Linked DNA regions of Mus musculus: region 2 is linked to region 1. The links are chromatin contacts, called in public HiChIP or PLAC-seq maps. All regions are on one chromosome and are shown on one strand. Each heading gives the region's core, a stretch centred on a gene start, on an enhancer-like site or on the middle of the called end of the contact. The rest is flanking DNA. Distances are from core to core; before and after follow the strand shown. Region 1 overlaps Rundc3b (RUN domain containing 3B). Region 2 holds the start of Crot (carnitine O-octanoyltransferase).

Region 1 (3,802 bases), core at 351-2,850:
TTATGATAGATACAAATGAAATTCAAAAGAATTACTAGGAGTGATCTTAAAAATATATTCTGTTAAATTGGAAAGATCTAAAATAAATGGATGAATGTTTAGATGTATATGACCTACAAAAATTAATCCAAATGAGATAAACAGATAAGAATTAATAGAGCTGATGCAGTAATAAAAACATCTGGATTAAAAAAAAAGCAGGCAAATTCAGCTTTGTCTTGTACAAATACACTACAAAGACATCAGAACTTAGAAAATACTTAATGACATTAGTTAGTTGTCTTTTGTGAAACTTTAAGCACTGAATAACGCAGTGAAAGAAAACACTAGGCCTAAGACTCAGGAATAAAATCTGGACCCTGTCTCTGGACACCAAGATGCAGAACACCTATAAAAAGCAAGTTGAGCCAGTCAGGTACCATGCTACCCAGTCAGACAGACCACACCAGAGAAGACCCCCCAGCCAGTGTCATGCAGGCCTGGCTGGGTAGTCCATGCCTTAGGCAATCCATGTCCAGTGAATGGGTGGGACATAACACTCCTGAGATGACACCAGAAACACAGAGGCCCCAGGCATCATTATGATGATGAGCAAGTAGTGGTGGAGAGACAGAGAGGGAGAGGGATGTTTGTACAGTGAAGGGAGGTAGAACTGCTGAGAGTGTGAAGAACAGCCTGATGAGGGTGGCTGGTGATGCCACCTGGGGTTATGGTGGGGTCCTGGCCCATGCTGCCAGCCAGGGCCATGTCTAAGTTCATGGACCTGCAACAGCAGGGGTCTATTCCCACCAAAGGCCAGGCGGATGTCCATAGTCTCCAACTGCAGTACTCAGGAGAAGGGGCCCCACATCTCACCCAGGGAGCAGAGCAAAGCTGGCCCTGGTTGCTGGGGGGTTGTGAGTGAGCTGGTCCTGGGGTGTAAGTGTGGGAGAGCTGGCCTGGCCACTTGTCTAATGTGTGGTGCTGTGGCAAGGGAGAGATGCCCTCCCCCACCTCACCACCTATGGAAGATGGGAGAGCTGGCCCCCAAGGTCATGAGAGCAGGAGAGCTGTCTCCGAGCAGTACTCAGCAGGCCCTCCTGGTCAGCACAGTAGAGCTGTCCTTGGTTGCAAGGGGTCACATGTAAGCCAGTCCCAAAGCATGAGAACAAGAGAGTTGGCACAGCCCCTTGCTGGGTGTAGTACTTGGGAGAGCAGCCCACACCTCAACTGGACAGCAGAGCTGGCCCTGCTGGGTTGGGATGAATCGGCACGAGGGCATGAGAGTAGAAGAGCTGGCTCTGCCTCTTGCTGGCTGCAGCATTGGGTGGGCTAGTCAGTGTTCTGCCAGAGAGCTCTCCCATGGTGGTTTCAGTATGGGGGAGCTGGTGTACTGACCAGCTCAGCTACAAGCCAGGCCCAAATCCAGGACTTTAACATTGACCCTCCCCAACATCTACCCCATCTATGAACTGTCGAAGAGTGCGAAAGGGCCAGTCCTGCAATCCAAAACTACAGGATCTCCATGACACAGGGCAGTGACAGGATATCCCAGAGGAGTCCCAGGGAGGCTCCAGTATTGATAGTATAACAGAAGCCAGAGTTCTGGAACCAGACCAATAGATGCACTGCAGAAAGCATTTGCAAGTAAAGCTGCTGAGACAAAAGGGTGTACTGTGGGATACACAGCTGCACAATACAGCTTCCACAATAAGAACAAAAGGGTGTACTGTGGGATACACAGCTACACAATACAGCTTCCACAATAAGAACAAAAGGGTGTACTGTGGGGTATACAGCTACACAATACAGCTTCCACAATAAGAACAAAAGGGTGTACTGTGGGGTACACAGCTACACAATACAGCTTCCACAATAAGAACAAAAGGGTGTACTGTGGGATACTCAGCTACACAATATAGCTTCCACAATAAGAACAAAAGGGTGTACTGTGGGGTTCATGGCTACAGAATACAGCTTCCACAATAAGAATTTTTTCATTTGGGGTAGATCTAATATATTTAAATGTTTTATTGTCTCTGGTTGCCTTTATCTTGTCAGAAAGAACAAAGAGCACTACTAAACTCATTTTATGAAACCATAATCAACCTGATACCAAAACTGCATGAAGACATAATAAAAAAGGAAACTATAGTCCAGTCTCCTTAATGAACATAAATCAAAAAAATCTGCAGAAAACACTTGCAAATTGAATGTGAAAACATAATTTGATTTGCAATTCTTACTGCAGATAGAACACTTTGCCAGATTGCTGAAACATGTCACCAGACTCTGAGGGCCACTGCCTTGTTAACAGGAAAAGGGCTTATACACAGTTTAGGCTGAGTTTAATAAAAAAAAAAAAAATCAGCTACTCTCTGCCGTGCCTGTATCTATGTTACAACACACAGTGGGGGAAGCCAGGAAATACACTGTTCGCTACATATCATGTATATAGATATGTAGACTGATACATACTGTGATGAGAAGGACTCTTTGGAAAGAATCCCCAAGTCCGTTATACATCAGTCCTGGTGCTCCTGGAGAGGTTCAAAAAAATGAATAAAGGAATATAGGAGACATCTGTTTTATACTCAGTGCCTTATATTCTTTACTACAAATTTTAATTACATCATATGGCCACATGATGGCAACATGTTAACATATTTCCAGGCCATGACTATAACCGTGTCCGGGTTTTGCCTGTAAACTACGAGTTGACTGGACTTTATCTTTCCCTCTACTCTTTGGTTCTTGAATTATAAGAAATTCAGAATATATCAGAATTTCTGTCAGTTTTATATTAGAGAGTTGTGATGTCACTAAGGGATAGGAATTTTTCAACTTCTCTCAGTTACTTGGGACCATTGTCCTATATGTAGTCAGTAACTCTCAAAATGTCATGTGCTATATAAGGAATATTTTAAAAGTATGTATAATATTCAATCTCAACAGAAGGGTTTTCTCCAATCATATCCATTAGTGTGTTGGATTTAATTAGTCCTCAATATTTATTCTATGTGCTGAAATGGAAGTTCAGTAAACACTTGAACCAGGTAACTATATTTGTCAAGGAAAAAGACCAGTACTGTATGGTTAAAAAAATCTTTAATATACATGCAACAAATATAGTACATCGAGGCAACAAAATACAGATGGAAAGATAGACATAGCCAGCATTCTTTGTGGAGTTCTGAAAAATAAACAGTACCACTGAAAATTAAAGACTGAGACACTGTTCACTCATGCAAGCGTTACAAACTGCCTGTAGCTCGAAACCAACTGCAGAAACTTGGGTTCCACAGTAGCAGATGAACTTTATATCAAGAGCTCCAATAATGGAGGGAAAGCCATGATCCTCAGGTGTCATGTCTCAGTCCGCAGTTCGCAGCAGGGATATGTCACAAACTAGTGCTTCTATCGGACAGATCTGAAAAAGTGTACCAACTGGGGAATCTTGTATTCCCTTCTACTTTATAAAAATGTATGAAAAGATCTTACCAAGGTTTTATATCTGAAAAATCATAAATGACAGGTGAGAGCAGGCCGTGGTGATAAAGCAGTAAACACTTTGACTTTCTTAGGAAAGTAGAGGTGCGCCCACGGCCAGCCTAAATTCCCAATGTTCTCATGACCATCTAAGTCCTCATGCAGCCTGCTGCAGGCCTGCTGTCTTTATTTGCTATTCCTGACACTACTTAAACGTGGCTTTGGCCACTGTACACTTAATATGGTGCACACAGATCAGAGAAGATGGAGGTGCTCTGTTTTAATGCATCAGCCTCAGGAAGAAATTGCTCAGTTTGTTCTGAGTCACCCGATG
Region 2 (3,742 bases), core at 483-2,982, 510 kb after region 1:
ACTAACTTTTGTCAGACAGGCTTGCCTGAATTCACATGGGTCAGCCTGCCTCTGACTCCCTAGTGCTGGGAATATATGCCACCAACACCCACCCAGCTCTAGGCAAGTAACTTTAATTGAATCTCTTTATCTTGGCATGTATAACCATATAATTAGTCATCAGACTTTTTAATGCCATAAAAACAACTCATCCTGAAACAACTATATTATGGACTATAATGGGCAGAATTGTTATGATGACCTAACTCCTACCTACTCTTTTTAGTCCCCAGAACTTGTCATTATGATAGAACATCATTACTCCTATGGTTGCAACTGGGTTTCACCTACAAAAAAAAAAAAAAAAAAAAAAAGGCTTAAAATAGAGAGGACCTAACCTAATCATTTGAGTGCTTGAGCAGAGATACTGCCACACCTCTGTGTCTACATCTATGTCTTTAATGATCTGTGTCTACATCCATGTCCTTAACGAACTCAGAGACAAACAGGACTTGCAGGAAATGGGATTAATCCTAATGCAAGTGAACAGGGGTTAGACTCTGCCAACTCGAATGAACCTGAAAAGGGAGTCTCCCCCTAAAACTTCAGAAAGTAACTCATAACAGAAACCCTGGTCTCTCCTTTTGTGCGTCCATGCAGGGTAAGCAGCTAAGCTTGCTCGGACTTCAGATCTTCAGAAACTCAAAGTCTGTGTTCCTTTAACCGCTAAACATGTCACTGTCTGCTGTAACAGCAATAGGAAACTAATGCAAGCATGCCGGGCAAGCTGATCTCATTACACTTCCTTGTCATTTAACAGATCCCACAAAGAAGACCAGAGTACTAATTTTATGCCTGCTGCAGTGCTTAGCCCCTGCAAGGTTAAGCCGACTACAGATTCTTTAAGAGTTGTCTTAAGTTTTCAACCATATAAAACTAGTTAAACGATTCCAATAAAATTAAGAAAACGATGACAGTGGACTTTCTGAAAGCAAGGTGATGTGAACGCGAGAGAGGTGGGAAAATAGAACCAGGAAGTAAACAAATAGGGTCACATACCAGTAAACCACGAAGAAGTGCTCAGGACCTCCAGGAGCCTGCTTGAACAATTCGGAAAGGAAACCACAGGGAACCCGAACTGGCCAAGCCTGGTGACTGTGGAAAGGAAGAAATACACTCAAGTAAAGATCAGGAAAGGAGAAGAGGATAGTGACAGAAGCTGGAAATACAGAGAACGGACATCTGCTAGACATGAGATTTATATCACTACAGAGCTAGCTATGTTCCAAGCAGCCTATCAGATGGACCCAAGGGGCACAGGGAACCTTCCGGTGCCCGCGGGGAGGTTGCAGCAGAAGCAGAAAGCAATAAAGTTCAGAAACTCCTCCCACCAAAACAAGGGCAGCTTCTCACCGAGGATAAGGACAAGGGGAGAAAAACCAAGAAACATGCACACGCAAAACCAACCAATCGATCAAGCACTCTAGCACTCTAGCACTCTAGCGAGGCCGGTGCAACTGAGAGAGGACACCCCAAACCAGAAGGGCAAGATGCTCGGGGGGGGGGGGGGGCACCACGCCCGCGCCAGACGGGGCGCCTGGGCGCACAGCCCGACTGCACTCAGCTCGGCTTCCTGCTACTGCAATACCCTTCGACCCCCTCGCCATGTGGGAGGGGAAGGAGAGCGAGCAGCCGGCCCCAGAATCCTCACCTCCCGCGCCCCTCTTGTCCCTCTGCGTCGGCCTGCAGGCTCTGGGCTGTCCTGAGGCCGGACCAGAACGGAAAACCGCGAGGGTCCCGCCCTGTGCGCGTCGGGGAACGGGATTGGACGGGAAGCCGCGAGGGTCCCACCCCGCGCTGGAAGGGGTGGGCTGTCGAGGCTTGCTGGTCCCGCCCCCGCCGGGTTCTCGGGCTCTGGTGGCGTCCTAGGCTGCAGACCCCGGGAACGCAGCAGAAAGTCAGATAAGCGCCCTGCAGTCCCCGCTACAGCAGCTTCCTTCCGGATGCTGCGGGAGATTGGCCTCCGTCCAGAGATCTACCCACTCTCGGGCACAGCCCTGTGGCTGCGTAAGGAGGCCCACGGCTCAGCCTGCTTTTCGCCGAACTCTTAGGGGCTTGGCGCTGTGTTCTTTCTTCCCAGTCGCTCCCCCTTCTTTGTGCCAGCCTCCTTTGCATGGCCCAGGCAAGCATTTATACTACTTTAGATATAAATTTAAGAATTTATACTGAGACATTTTATTTTGTCTACCCTGTGTGCTGGCAAGAGAATAGCAGGCGAATGGATCCGGTTTGGCCTCGTCGCCTCTTTGAGACTTAAGATTTGGCCAACTCCCAGCCATCTAGGGCAAGCCCTTGCAGTCTCTAGCGATGGTCAAGCTTCAAGCTTTGGCCTTGCCTGAATATTTTTATCATCCAAGAAGTTGCGTTTTTAAAAAGCTAGCACGTCCTAGAGGAAGACTATGAGGTATTTTTAGTTTCACAGGTCAATGCCCTTTTTTTCATTTACCTCCTGAAATAAATTGATACAATTTTAAACTTATATACACTTTTTATTTGTACTTCTGTTTTGTTTTCGTGGAAGGAAAAATATTTTACCTGCTCCTGCATAGTTAAGTTATTCAACAGTTTAATGACTTCATTTCAAATTAGTATATTAAAAGCTGCTGTCTTTCCGAAATCCTTTTGAGTTTCCCGCAGAATTACTAATATGTTTCATGACTGCACAGCGTTGCTGGAGGTATTACATAATCAAGCTGGATAATCTCTCTAAGCTTGTCAAAGTGACTGTGTTAAAGAACTTTTCCCCCTCATAGTATGTAAGTGTTCCGTTCCGGATATTATATTATGCTTCGAAAATAGAATTCTTAGACTGACTGGATTTCTCAGAAACCTTCATTGTCTTTTTTTTTTTTTTTTTTTTTTTTTTTTAGTAAAAAAAATTTTGGCACCTCTTTAGAAGTTTACGCATATTGAATGTTTGCTGGTGGCAAAGAATTTAGGGTCACTCACCTTCACTGTTTTTGTGAGTTTGGTAATCTCACCAAACCAGGCCTTTATGCAGGGTCTTTAACACTGAGCTACATTCAAGCCCTGCTGCAAGTTTCTCTTCTTCCTGGTTTTGTTAAGCAGAAACGGTGTCTCCATGAAGATCTTGGCTTCTCATAAAAAGAAAACAACCTCGGGACTGAAAAAAATCAGTAGAACCTGGAGAATGTGAGAAAAATGACCATCTCTGTAAAACTGTAATTAAGCAGAGTCCTGAAAATGTTTTCTACCAAATGTATAATAGATATTTTAATGTCAAATTTAAAATCGGTAGCACTCAGATTAAATTTGAACAAGCTTGTATTTCTTAGCTCAGGATAGACAGATCTTGATGGCTGAGGAAGATATTGCAAGCTTTTGGAGTATGTCTTATAGCAACAACTTGTCCCAAGTCTTAAAATTGACTATTAAAGTTATATAAAAAATCATTCGGGCTGGAGAGATGGCTCAGCAGGTAAGAGCACCAACTGCTCTTCCAGAGGACCTGAGTTCAAATCCCAACAACTACATGCTGGCTCACAACCACCCATAATGAGATCTGACTCCCTCTTCTGGAGTATCCAACCGGAGTGAGCAGAGGTCTAAAAATTCAATTCGCAACAGCCACATGAAGGCTCACAACCATCTGTACAGTGTACTCATATACATAAAATAAATAAATCTTTAAAAAATCATTCATTTATGTGTATGAAGGGATCCATATGGACCCAGGACCCCA

What was found. HiChIP or PLAC-seq counts read pairs in DNA pulled down with a chosen protein or histone mark.
Region 2: an H3K4me3 HiChIP or PLAC-seq map of embryonic stem cells shows a contact between it and region 1, with 6 times the contacts expected there. The contact joins the promoter of Crot here to the enhancer-like site in region 1. A contact is called at or near these places in 14 of 39 promoter capture datasets (the 3T3-L1 cell line, 3T3-L1-derived adipocytes, the C10 cell line and 7 more), 1 of 484 Hi-C or Micro-C datasets (B cells), 16 of 115 datasets of contacts at active chromatin or transcription factors (the 230-238 cell line, the NIH/3T3 cell line, the SCID.adh cell line and 9 more) and 4 of 9 other capture datasets (adipose tissue, embryonic stem cells, liver and 1 more).

Annotation. Positions count from the first base shown.
Region 1 is chr5:8,487,266-8,491,067 of GRCm38.p6, forward strand. It overlaps Rundc3b (RUN domain containing 3B), which reads right to left. Exons shown (of 11, transcript NM_001347311.1): 11 at 3,071-3,802. Among named protein-coding and RNA genes, the nearest start is that of Slc25a40, 66 kb to the left of the region's middle. Within about 2 kb of position 1,601, at least 35 of the 459 cell types and tissues checked have an H3K27ac peak or open chromatin away from gene starts, as enhancers often do. A contact at or near this core is called in embryonic forebrain, embryonic stem cells and neural stem cells, where this site is marked.
Region 2 is chr5:8,995,414-8,999,155 of GRCm38.p6, forward strand. It overlaps Crot (carnitine O-octanoyltransferase), which reads right to left and starts at 1,733. Exons shown (of 18, transcript NM_023733.3): 1 at 1,691-1,733; 2 at 1,039-1,134.